Linked DNA regions of Mus musculus: region 1 is linked to region 2. A link is a contact called in public Hi-C data. All regions are on one chromosome and are shown on one strand. The core of a region is the stretch at or near the end of the contact, and the rest is flanking DNA. Distances in the headings are between cores, read along the strand shown.

Region 1 (6,808 bases), core at 2,442-4,941, 3.6 Mb before region 2:
ACATTTATCCAAAAGATCTAGGAATCTGACTCTTCAACCAAAATTTCAGTTATATACTGTGATTTTTAGTTGTTGTAATACATTAAATTTCAGAGGCAGTTTGTGACTCGAAAGATAATATTTATATGTCAGTATGTGCATTTCACATGATAAGCTGCTAATGGTGAGCAGAGTATTATAGCTTTCCCACATCTGTAAAATATATGTATTCTTGGCATTGAGATTATAGGAAGTTATACATGCACGTGTACATATATGCATATTTGGGCATGTGTGCATGTGTTTTGTCCATTTATGGCTTATTTGGTATTGAGTCTCATAAGTGAATAAGGATCTTTCTTAGTCAGGGTTGTACTGCTGTGAACAGACATCATGACTAAGACAACATTATAAGGATGATATTTAATTGGGGCTAGCTAACAGGTTGAGAGGTTCAGTCTATTATCATCAAGGCAGGCCGTCATGGTGCAGGAGGAGCTGAGAGTTTTACATCTTCACCTGAAGATGCTAGCAGACCTGGCTTCCAGGCAGCTAGGACTAGGGTATTAAAGCCCACACCCACAGTGTGGGGCACACCTATTCCAACAGGGCCATACCTTCTAATAGTGCCACTCCCTGGGCCAAGCATATCCAAACCATCATGGGAACCAACATTTCTTTTCCAGAGAGCCTAACCCTATCATCTCTTGAACTGAGCTAAAATAAGGAACAACACCCGGGTTTTCTCAAACAGTGGTCAAGTACCTATGAACACATTTTCTTTTCTTTCAAACATTAACATGATCAACTATATCAGTGGCTTCTCAATAGTAAGCCAACCTTACATTTCTACAATAAAATTTACCTTGCTATATATCACTCTATGTTTTAGTTAATGTTTATATGGGATTTTTCCATCAATACACACAATGGGGGTTGACTATCAATGTGTGTGTGAAGTACATGTTCTTTTTATTGATTTTGGCATCCATGTTATCTTCATAGAAAGAACTGTAAAATTTTCCATCATTTTGTGCTCTAGAAAAAAAGTAATAGCACTGCAATGAACCATTGTTTATTACATATGGAAATTCTTTTAGCTAGAGAAGGTGAGCTTTTTCATCAGTTGGGGTGGAGGTAAAGAGGGATTCAAAACAGGGGGAAGGATTATTTAGATCTTGTCTCTTTTCCAGCATCTATTTTAGTAAACAGTATTTTCTTGTAAAATCCATTTCATTTCTGGTTTGTCAAAGTTGTACAAAATCAGCTTCTTGTTAATTTATTGTTTTCTCTATATTTGATTTCCCTACTTTTAAAAGTGAGTTCCAGGACAGCCAGGGACATATATATATATATATATATATATATATATATATATATATATACACACACACACACATATATATATATATATATACACACACACACATATATACACACACACACACACACACACACACACACACACACACATATATATATATAATCAAGACCAGTGTGGTGGTGCACACATTCAGTCCTAGCCCTTGGGAGGCAGAGGCAGGCTCTCAAACTCTGTGAGTTAGAAGTCAGCCTGGTCTACATAGTGAGTTCCAGGACAGTCAGGGCTACATAGAGAGACCGTGTCTCAAAAAGAAAAAAAAAAAAAGTCATGTGAGATTTTTTTCCTCTTTATTTCTTGCTTATTTGGAGGCCATGTTCACTTTTTTGCTGTTTTAAATATATATCTTACATTCATTTTAAGTACAAGATGAAAACAATTTCTCCCCACGCCCAGAAAACAGTGTGTGGTTTTTTTTTTTTTTTTTTTTTTTTAATATGGAACTCTTCACACCTGAAACAGCGTAAAAGTAAACAACTAAATGAAAACCTGAGGAAATATTAACCTCTATAACTAGAGTTCTTATAACTCTGTAGGAAAAAAAGATATCCAGCCACACAAACAAAGCCAGTGGCAAGTACTCCCAGGGACGTTTTGAAACTATGTGATGACTCTACCGATAAAAGTCTAAACTTACTCAATATAAGATATCCTTCCTGAAGGAAGGAATTCATTTCTGGTGAACTCCAGAGGGATGGGTTCTCTTTTGCTGGCCAATGGGCCAGATAAGTAGGAACCTTCTCGAAAATACACAAGCAAGCCAATTTGTATCCAGACTTTCTAAAAGTTCGAATCTTTCAAGAAAACATCTTAGATTTTAAAGACAGGTGCAGGACTACTAGCCCAGACTGGTCTCGAACTTGGTCTGCAGGTTAGGATGGGCTTGAACTCCTGATGTTCCTGCTTCCACTTGTGTCCCCTTATTTCTAATTATTTTCTTAGTTCCTGGATTTATTTGTCCTTTGGTGTTAGTTTTCTGATTTCACTAATTTATTCCTCTTTACATTTGTTTTCCTTCTGCATTTATGTTTGTTTTTCATATCTTATTTATTTTGGTTTTTGAGGGACAGCCTCAACGTATTGCTCAGGCTGGCCTGGGACTCACTGTCTAGTCAATCCTGTCACTTACTACAATCCTTCTGCTTCAGCTTCTGGGATTGCAAATATGCGCCACTACGTCCCATTTAGTTTTTGCACTTATAACCCTTCGATTGGCTGTTTCACTTACTGTGTTTTTCTCCCCCATATGAGCTCTGCCTCAGCTGTATCAAATACCTACACATAGCTTTTACTGTGTCTTTGTTTCCTGCCACGCAGTTTCCACTGCCCCTTTTTCCTGATGTTTAGTGAGAAAGCTTGCATTTTGCTTGAGTGGTGGTTTGAGGGGCTGTGCATTTTCCTCTCATGCTCTGTGCTAAAAAAAAAAAAAAAGAAAAAAAAAAAAACCTGGCCCCGCCCCTCCAGATGGAGCCCAGCCCCTCACAGTTCACTCCCCACCCCCCAGGCACATGGTCCAATCAGCCAATCGGTACCTTGAAACACCCAGTTTTGTGATTGGCTCTTGCGGAGACGCCTACTTGCTCTTCGGAGCTACGGTGGCGGATCGGGGACAAGAAGCTTGCGCAGGGAGGGACGCTTTCAAGAATAAGCCAAGCAGCTTTTGGAATCCAGCAGAACAGCGCGGAGATGGCGGCGGCGGCGTTGTTGGCTGCGGTGGACAGGAACCAGTTGCGACGGGTCCCGATCCTGCTGCTGCAGCCGAGGTGACTCAGGGGTACTGCCGGTCCGTGCGCGGCCCGGATGCGAGGCGCTGGGTCACGTGAGAGCAGCCCTTTAAGTGCCTGTGTGTAGTTTTGGTAGGCGCTGTCCCACTTCAGTCTTTGGCTCTTCCTACAGACTCTGCCACCTTGGCTGGTTTCTGATCTGGGCACCCCGCACGGTGCTGCAACCGAAGATGGCATACGTAGCTAGAGGCTTGCACCAGGACCCCTTTCCCAAAGTCGCTTTCAGCTTAGCTCCCTCATTTTGAGTGCAGTTCAGAGAAGGATTTCTAGAGACCTTTCCCATTGCTGGGAAGAGTCAAATTAATGAGGGGTGAGTTTTGTCGAACGCTCTTGTTCACAAGTTTGAACAAAGCTGGCAGATGACTACCCCGGATCCTTTTGGAAACGAAGCTCCACGCTTTGACAACAGTGAAAACCCCAAGTCATGTAGATAGATTACTTCACCATAATCATCACCTCCTCGCATTCTGAAAAACGTACTGGCCCAAGGGCAAGAACTGCCTGCAGAAGGTTGGGTTCCCAGCTTACCTGTGACCTTGGTCGAGTTACCTAATATCCGTGCTTCAGTTTCTTCTGCTTGGAGGTGATGATACTTGTATCTAGCAGAGGTAATATAAAGACGATACTAACCCCCTCGTATGTCCAAATCAACACGTGGATAAAAATTTAAACACATCATGGTCCATTCAACAAACAGTGGTCGATGCCCTGGATTTTCGGTGAATACTAAAATGTAGGTCTTCACCCTATATTTTAAATAAGAAAGATGGTGAAAGTTGTATTAGTGCTGTTTTTCTTCCTGTGAATTTCCTTAGGTTCCCAAGAATACCACAGAGTCATTCTCCTCTCAAGGCTTAGTTATAGCTGTCATCCTGCTAATAGTTTTTAAAATTAAAACTCTTACCAGCATGAGAATTTTACCTTTTCTTTTTTCTTTCTTTTTACCAGCCATGATTCCTCTAATACCTCAGAGAAAAGAATTTGATTAGTCAGACTCTACCCATGAGAATAGCGGCTGTCTTAATTGGTGAATTATCTCCTGGCAGGCAATTTACTCGTCATGTTTAAATGTTTTGAGATGTAGCAAAAAGAGCTTTGAAAAATGGGATAGAGAAATCAGAACATTGTCAAGATAAAGGATTGCACTTAAGGAGTGTGTCTGACTGCCTGACTCAGTCTTCACTAGCTGAGAGGAAAAAAAAAAAAAAAAACATTTTAGGCTATCAGTGGTCCCAGGTTGGATACATGACAAAGCTGTGATTTCTTAGGCAGGACTGGAAAAGCCTTAAACCCTAACTTACCTGGAGAGGTCAGAGGGGAAAACAATGCTCCAAGCTGAAAAATTCCTTTAAAAGACCAGGAAAGTTAAGTTTTCCTCCTTGAAGAGCAAGAATGTGGGGTGGGCTGAATTGGAAAGATTTGTAAGAGCACCAGTCTCTGAAGAAGCCATCAAGCAGAGCTCTCCCGCCAAAGATGGATGTTTTCCCAGTTGGCTCCAGAGTGACAGCATCTGAGAAAGTGTGCCTCCCAGGATGCTAAGCCTCCGGTGTTCCTCACATGACCCTTGGGAGATACTAGTCCTGCTGGTTGCATAGTTGCATGTAAAGGGTATATGCATATTGTTGCAGTCATATAATATCTAATGTAGCCTGTGATCTTTATGCTTCATGAAGGAACTAAGCTCATAAGTCTCTATATAACCGTGGTCTTGTTTGGGAAAATTGTATACTTTAAAACCGGGCAGTATCTTCAAGATTGCCTCGTATGGAATGGGAGCTGTAGGTTAAGCACTTGGCTAGCATGTTTGTGGTCCTCTAAAACTCAAATTCATCTATTTGTAAAGCTTATTCCTTGCTGTATAAGTTTTCTCATTGGGAGGGTATTAATGAAAAAGAGATCGAGTAACCCCAATGTCAAGCGACCTGACAATGGGTAAGTGTATGTTGAAGAGTAACCAGAATAACTAGCCATAGCCTACTTTTTTTTTTCTTTTTCTTTTTCTTTTTTTTTTTTTTTTTTTTTTTTGTCTTTTGAAGCAGGATTTCTCTGTATAGCCCTGGCTGTCATAGAACTCACTCTGTAGACCAGGCTGGCCTCGAACTCAGAAATCTGCTTGCCTCTGCCTCCAGAGTGCTGGGATTAAAGGCGTGCGCCCCCACTGCCTGGCTTAAAGATTTATCTATTTTTGTTTATATTAGTACACTACAGCTGTCTTCGGACACACACTAAAAGCGTCCATCAGATCCCATTACAGATGGTTGTGAGCCACCATGTGGTTTGAATTGAACTCAGGACCTCTGGAAGAGCAGTCAGTGCTCTTAACCGCTGAGCCATCTCTCTAGCCCTGCCAACATTTCTTATTTCTATTATCTCTGTTCAACGTCCTTCCTTTGATTTCTCTGGCTTAATGTCAATACTGCCTTACCCAAGGGGTGCATTCAATTATATTTTCAAACTGTTGTTTGATTTAATAAAATAGAACAGAAAATGTCAAAATATGGTCTATTATCTTCCATGACAATGCTAATTGTGTGTGCCAGGCAGTTTTTACTATTACAGTCCAACAAGAATTTTTTTGTTTTGTTTTTAAAACCAAGGTAGATGTTTTTAAAGCACCTTAGCTTTTTAATTGTCTCTTTGGCCAAATGCCAGCTTCAGATATTAAACAGGGTAGGCGATTCATTCAAAAACATGAACACAAAGGGAAACTGGCTAGGACTCAATATCCCAGGTTCTAGCTGGGTTTTCTTGTCACAGAGAGTCTTACTGAATCACTTTGCTAATGGGCTTAAGGTTGACCTTCCACCATATCTGGACTTGTTTATGAGAGCAGGAGCTGATTTTGTATGTTATGATGAATCATAATTCTGTTTGGGTTTATATTTTAGGGAATGGGCTTGGAAGTTGAGAACCATGAAGTATGGAACAACCCCAGGTACTGGCAGCCTTTGTTTAGCTTTGCATTAGAGTGTGAGCCAAGAAAAAGAGATGCTTAATCTTTAATTTGTGCACAATAGAATTAGCACTCATCAACCTTCATACTTTTGTATTTTTACAATAACTTTCTTCTTAATGCTAAGTCACCAGTTTTGCTTTCTATGTCAAATCCTTTTTTGCTATTGAGTGTGAATTTTGATGTGCAGTGGTGGAGAACATCTTAAATTTTTTGAGACAGGGTCTCTTTACATAGCCCTGGTTGTCCTGTAACTCACAGAGATCCATCTGCCCCTGCTTCCCAAGTACTAGGATTAAAGGCATGCGACACCATGCCTGGTGAGGACATTTTATATTAATATGATTTCTGCCTTTTAATAAAAGCACTGTTACTTTGTTCAAGTGAAATTTTGCAGGGAGTTCTGAAATGTAAAATTGATGGAACTGATTATAATGGACTAAACTCTGATTGAGTGGATTTGACCCCCACCTGTACTAGATTGCGGCAGCTTCAGTGGCCTATCATGGCTCTTGAAATATTTAGATTGTATGGTTTCCTTAAGTTATAGGAAACCTTATTTTTTAAAGAAAACCCTGATTTTTCTCAGCGTTTATCTCATGTCTGATGATGAAACTGTTTGTCATATTTTCTAGATCAGACCATTTTTTTTTTCTTGCCATGGTTGAAACAAAAGGAAATATTGACTCTCTTAGGCACTTAGATTACATA
Region 2 (6,551 bases), core at 2,019-4,518:
TGGTAACAGTAATCCCTTCCAAATGATCTACTTCCTTTGCCCCATGAGGGGGGCTTGGGAATCATTTGAGATGGGCAGGAGCAGGGTGGAAAACAGGCAGCAAGGAGAGGAATTGTAATGGGTTCTTAGGTACAATCTTGCACCCCATTGGCTCTGGCCCCAACAGTTTACATCTTGCCCACTGCTTTGGGGTGACTGATCTGTACCTTCAGCTTTGAGCTGTAAGGTCATTGGCTATCTATTGCCTCTTGCAATTACTATGAGTGGGTTTTAAGGCTGCAGGTGCTAAAAAAATAAATTTGACTTCCTCTTCCTCCTCCTCCTCCTCCTCCTTCCCCTGTCCCTTCTCCTTCTCTGAGACAGGGTTTCTCTGTGTAGCCCTGGCTGTCCTGGAACTCACTATGTGGACCAGGCTGGCCTTGAACTCAGAAATCTGCCTGCCTCTGCCTCCCAAGCACTGGGGTTAGGTGCCATTTGCATCTTCCTGTTGTGTAGGCTCAGGTGTCTGAGATGTAGATCTCAAGGTCTGTGCAGGAGTTCCACTGCTTCTGTGTCCACCGTTCCTTCCCAGGTAACCTCAGAAACTTCTTTTGGGGGAGGGGGCAGACATGAGGTCTTTCTTGAGGTTTATAACAATACCTCTAAGCGACAAGACTAACTGCCCATATTTGTGTCAGGTTATACTCTTAAAATTTTATTAAGGTTACTAGTCCTCTATGCAGGATGCAGGCCTGCTGTGGAGGTCAGAGGACAGTTTTGGGGAGTCGCTTCTCACCTTCCACCTTGCAGCATCCCTTGTTTCTCCTACTGTGGTGCATACCCCAGCCCAGCTGGTCTGAGAATTTGTGGGGGGTTCTCCTGTTTCTGCTCTGCATCTCACCACAGGGATGCTAGGATTACTGAAGCAAGTCACTGCACCTGGTTTATATTATATTATGCAGGGACTGGGGCTACCAGGCTCAGTGGCTAAGTACTTTATCTACAGCCATCTTGCTGGCCCCAGATTGCATTCTTTTTTGGAATGACTCATTGTGCCAGATGCCTATTAAAGCAGAGATGGCTGCACTGGCTTAAGGTTTAGTGACAAAAGTGGCTTTGGCCATTGGAATCTGTGTGAATGGGCCATAGCACATCAGTGCCACAATGTTACATTCCACTATCGATTTTGATCCTCTCATGTGCTTCAAGTCCCATAGAGGTATGCCTTCTGTCAACAGACCAGCAACACACAATCACAAAAGTAGGTTTCAGCCACAAGTCAGTGAGATTTGTTTTTGTCCTTTAGTAAAGGTGGTGAATATGACCGGTTTCTTTTTCTTTCATTTATTTTATTTTAAAAATTTATTTATTTATTTATTTGAGGGGGGCTACTGAATCTCATAAGACCCAGTGATTCACAAAAAAAGCTCTAATTTGTGGGGCCATTTTCTCTGTCATGAGATTTACATTTCTATGAAACAAGTATCTTGGGATTACTTGCTTTTTCCTGGGCCAGAGAAGGAAATGCCTGAGCTGTTTGAAGTAAGTTGTAGGATCAGGGGCAGCAAATTTGGAACATCGAGTGTATGTATGTGTATGAGCTAGCGGGTAAGGCCCCTACTTTCAGCTTTTAGATTTTATTCCAACATGCAAATACACATAAAACTATAAAATATAAACGGAAGACTCCAAGACCTGTCTCTTTCTGCACTCAGGGAGTTTAAGGTAGTAGTATATGTAATAAAGTCCCATGTGAGGAATGGAGATTGTTATCATGCAGTGGCCCGAGAGGCCATGGAAGTTGCTTGTAGGAGAGGCTGCAGGGGGCAAGGATGGACAGGGAGAAAGGCATTTAACACCAAGGACAGGCTGTGTAAGATCACAGAGGTAACGCTAGACTATGGGCCTGTGATGGATAGTACAGACTGTCAATAGGAGTGTTTCTGGATTAGAAACCGAGGAGGGAAGACTCACCCTGAGTGTGGGCGGCTTCGTGGATGGAAAGCAATCGAGCAGCTCCTCCCGGTTTCCTGACTATGGACATTTGTGACCAGCTGCCCCACTTTTGCTCTCATGGCTTCCCTGCTGTGATGGACTGTACCCTCAAACTGCGAGCCAAAATTAATTTTCTTCCGTTGCCTTTGCCAGCCATTTTATAAGACGGGACATGTGGGTGAAAACGAGGATGAGGGTTGTCAGATGGGAAAGGCCAGCCAGGGCCCAGCATGGTCCCAGCTAACAAGAGTGAATGGCAAAGTTCTGACAAAGGGCTGAGAAATGCGTTTCTACCCCGCTGCTTTTAAAACAATGAAGCCATTTGGTATTTTCACATATACAGCACGTGCACTGAACTCATCTGTGCGGTGGATTACTCTTCCCGATGGCGGGTGCACACTGGTCTAGTCTGCTGAACAGTCCTCGAATTCGCGAAGCCCGCCCGTACCTGGTTGTTGGCGCATGCTCCAGTCATAGCCTTGCATTCCCGTGTAAATAGGCAGTCTATTAGGCTGAGTTGAGGCTCACCATATTTAGATCTTGGCATTTTAGTTTATGGTTTACACAATAACCACACACAATGTGAAAGTACTTGATGCTGCGAAACCATACTCTGCCGGTAATATGGAAAATTCGTGTCATGTTATCCAAGGAGAAACCCCTAGCCACTATACAAGTATTCACATGCAGAAGGTACAAGCCGGCAGAACAAGCTAGGGCTGCAATCCATCCCAGCGCCTCTCTTGAAGGTATCCCGGGGACTTCTGCAGTCCTTCGGGTCCTGCCGGTGAGCGGGCTCCTTTCCAATGTCTTTGGGCGGAGGCGCAAGGAGTGCAGTTTCCAGGTCTCAGAGGAGAACCTCCGCCCTCCTACCAGGCTCTGCCAAGCTTCTGCCCTCATCGCTTTCAGGGTAGGCTGGGGCAGCTCCGAGGAGCCATCAGGGCCAGGGTAGGGTACCCTTTCGAGTCGCTGTTCCGCACCTGCTCGGCGTCCCGGGTCTGCGGGAGCAGCCGCTTGTCCGTGCACATGCGCAGTAGCGCTGCCGGGAGCCCTGCCTCCTCCTCCTCCTCCTCCTCCTCCTCCGCCGCCGCCGCCGCCGCCGCCTCCCGGTTCCGCAGTCACTTCCTGCAGCTGTTTCCCGGTGGCTCCGCTCCGACCGACTTTTGACAATCAGCCTCCAGCAGCGGAGCGGCCGGTCGGCGGCGGCGAGCGCAGAAAGTGGTCTTGGAGCGGGCAGCGGCGCGCGGGGTGGCGGGGCGGCTGCGGCCTGCCGGTTCCGGTGAGTGCGGTCCTCGAGTCCGCTCGGTTGCGTCCGTGTGCGCGTGTCAGCCTCGCCCGCGGCGTCCAGCGGGCCACCGATCCCGATCCCGCAGCCATTCGCACAGCCGCCTCGGCGACTCGGTGCTCCCGGCCGGCATCCTCGCAGGACCCGAATGCGTGTGAGCTTGCCCAGCCCGGGAATGGCACACGCGGGGGCGATGCTGCAGGGGCGCAGTTTTGAGTCCTAGATGCTGAGCCTGGGTCGCCAAGGCCTCCTCCCCTTCTAAGCTTTCTTCTGTGATGTAAAACAGCCTGCCAGGGCTGTTTTTCTGCCTGCCACGTTTTGGTGACCTCTGAGTAAGGTTTTCTCTTGTCTTCTCTTCTCCGGAATACCCAGGGGTAGCCTTCCTTACTTTACCCGGACGCCAGGAACCTGTTCCTGGATTCTCTTCTTTGCCCTGGGTCTGTTTCTGCTCAGGGGAGGCTGTTGTTTGCAGTACAGCCGGTGAGGAGTAGGCCCCAGCCCAACCGTGGAAACGTGTGCTGTGGTCATTCATTTCCCTCAGACCGGTACATGGTGGAGCTGTGATTTTCTTTAGTGTCTCTGAGCTCCCTTCCAAATTAGGACATCAAGCGCTGTGCATCCTTCGTGTCTGCCATCGCACACGTCCAATCGGATGGATTTTGAGATCTGAGAAGTATTTTTATAACAGCTTCTAAATTAGTCTCTTAAATTAATGCAGCAGTTTGAACGGATCCGAGCATGTTTTTGAGTCTGTATTTCAGCTTGTGTATTCACTGAAGCTTAGCTTTGGTTTTATTTATTTTTAGAGTTATTTATTTATTTATTTTTACCCAAATGTAATACCTGTTGTGATTGTCACCTATAGACTTTTGGGGGAGGGCTTTTTTTTTTAACCTTATGTTGATTATTAAATCTAACAGTATTTTTGAGGTCTCTATTCTTTCTTTGAACATTATGAACATAAAATGTAATAATAGGTAAACCTGCACTGTAAACACCCCCACCCCACCCGGCCGGCCAGTGTTTTGCTTTGAAATAAGGCCTTTTTGTGCCTCTGCTGGGAGGAGGGCCTTGTTTCTGCAGGACTGCTGCATGATTCTGGGGCCACGCATGCTGGGGTTTCATCAGGTGGGAGTAAGCATGTGAGAAACAAGCCCAGGCATGTCTTGGGAGCATGCTGATTCGGTTCTCTATGTATATTGCTGATTTTCTATATCCAGATGTTTTGATATCCTGCCCTGTCCTTTCTCTATGATCTAACAGAGAATCTGGATGACAAGTTAGGGTCAGAATGACATGGTCCGTTCTATCTAAGTAGTTAATCTATTTAAAAAGATGATTTCATTACCCTGCCTCCAATATCCCTAATCATCTTTGCTCTTTGAATGTCTTAGTTGGGAGACATAATATTGTTTCAGAGAAACTTACTGTTTAAATGTATCAGATCTGTATCACTTTCCTTTGTGTTTCCAGAGATACGGGTAGTTGATTATTATCCTTTTCTAGCCATTATGATTAATGAAAAGTGTTGCTAAATATTAAGACTAACCACTCTTAACTGAATGACTTCCCAGTCAGTGGCTCCTCTCCACTGTGTGTCTACAAATGTTTTTTTCCCTCTTAAAGCGTCCTTGAGTCATTTTAGTAAGACTGTTAGTGTCCTAGCCTACACATCTTCATCACAGACAGGGAAGCTCAGTAGCCGAAGACACCGAATTCTGTTGACCAAAAAAAAAAAAGAGCTTAAACGATACTCCTAATAGGATGGACGTTAGACTTCGTTGTTGTTGTTGTTGTTTTTGTTTTTTTTTTTTTTTTTTCGAGGCATATTCTCTCTACATAGCCCTGGCTGTCCTAGAACTCACTGTGTAGACCAGGCTAGCCTTGAAGCCAGAGTTCAGCCTGCCTCTGTCTCCCAAGTGCTGGGATTAAAGGTGTGTGCCACTACCATCTGACTGGAAGTATAGACTTTGAAATAGGATTTTAATTTGGATAATTAGAATCTGAGAAACTTGAATGGTATTTACTGTGGGGTGTTTTTTAAGTAGTGAGAACTAAAAGATGCTGTTTGGGGAGCAGAAGGAATCAGGGATAAAGATATAGAGGGAGTGGAACATAGTGGATCTATTCTGAGGAAAACAGAATAGAGAGAGTCTTGGCTTCTTTTTTGTTAGTATGATAAAATATCCTGGCAAAAGCAACTTAAGGGAGAAAGGGTTTGTCTTAGAGTTCAAGGTACCCCTGTCATGGTGGGGCAGCCTAGGCAACATGAGCCTGAAGCAACTGGTCATATCAGGTCCACAATCAGAAGAGAACAGTGCTGGTGTTCAGTTCTGTCTCCTTTTGATGCAGTCCAGAACCCACACAGGGGTGCTAGCCACATTTAGGGTGGGTCTTTCCACCTCAACCTACTTAAGAAAATCCCTCATAGGCATGCCGACACCCAACCTAACCTGCATCACTCCTCATTGAGACTCCTTTTCTAGGTACTTCTAGCTCCTGTCAAGTTGACAACTGAAATGACACTGAAGGTAGGGCTTAGGATAGTGTGGTCCATTACTTGGTTGGACATTTTTCAATCTGGATGCTTTATTGAATAGGTAGTTTACCTCCTAATAGAGATTACATTTTGATTTTGCAAGGGCTGTAGTCTAAGACTGGATGACATAGAGACATCACACTAAGTCAATGCCCTGAGTAGGGTTGAGGGGGCCAAGAGGAGGCTGGCCTGGGTATGGAGTATGCTTGACACCAAATAGCTGGTTGTGTGTGGTGGAGGAGGTGGGTATGGTGTTGTCAGATTGTCCTTTCATTACTAGATTCTGTGAAACTTTTGATTTCTAAATATTGATAACTAACTCAACTTAAAAACAAAAGTAAAACAAAACTATGTCTTCCAAACAGCACATTTATGCCATCTGAGGCCCACAGGCTGTTGCTGTCTTCTCTGCCTTCCAGAACCACTGGCTCAGTTACTTAGCTACTGTTGCTTGCTTGGAAGTATCAATTGATTTACATCTGCTACATTTTAATGCCCTGTTTCTAGATTTCACCCACCTTTCAACAAGTGGTAGAAATGCTTAAATACCTGACTAGTGGCTGGGTGTGGCTGTGCAGCACTGTGATTGTAGCAGCTAGTAGGTTGAGGCAGGAAGATAAAGAGGAAAAGTGGGTAATTCATGTGTTGTCAAACATATTTTTCATGTTATAAGTCTCACAGGTCCTATGCTTATTATTTATTTAGCAATTTTACAGAATTTAAGGTATAAGAAAATAGTTTGTATTTTGGTAC

The links. A called contact is a pair of places that touch in the nucleus more often than the background predicts.
Region 1: a Hi-C map of B cells shows a contact between it and region 2, with 5 read pairs. The contact joins the promoter of Mccc1os here to the promoter of 4930429B21Rik in region 2. A contact is called at or near these places in 1 of 39 promoter capture datasets (pre-B cells) and 1 of 484 Hi-C or Micro-C datasets (B cells).

The regions. Positions count from the first base shown.
Region 1 is chr3:35,996,796-36,003,603 of GRCm38.p6, reverse strand. Mccc1os (methylcrotonoyl-Coenzyme A carboxylase 1 (alpha), opposite strand) reads right to left here and starts at 3,691. Exons shown (of 3, transcript NR_029456.1): 1 at 2,893-3,691. Mccc1 (methylcrotonoyl-Coenzyme A carboxylase 1 (alpha)) reads left to right here and starts at 2,926. Exons shown (of 19, transcript NM_023644.4): 1 at 2,926-3,123; 2 at 6,033-6,079. The coding sequence starts at 3,047.
Region 2 is chr3:32,362,206-32,368,756 of GRCm38.p6, reverse strand. It overlaps 4930429B21Rik (RIKEN cDNA 4930429B21 gene), which reads right to left and starts at 3,268. Exons shown (of 1, transcript NR_027966.1): 1 at 1,319-3,268. It overlaps Zmat3 (zinc finger matrin type 3), which reads left to right and starts at 3,092. Exons shown (of 6, transcript NM_009517.2): 1 at 3,092-3,253.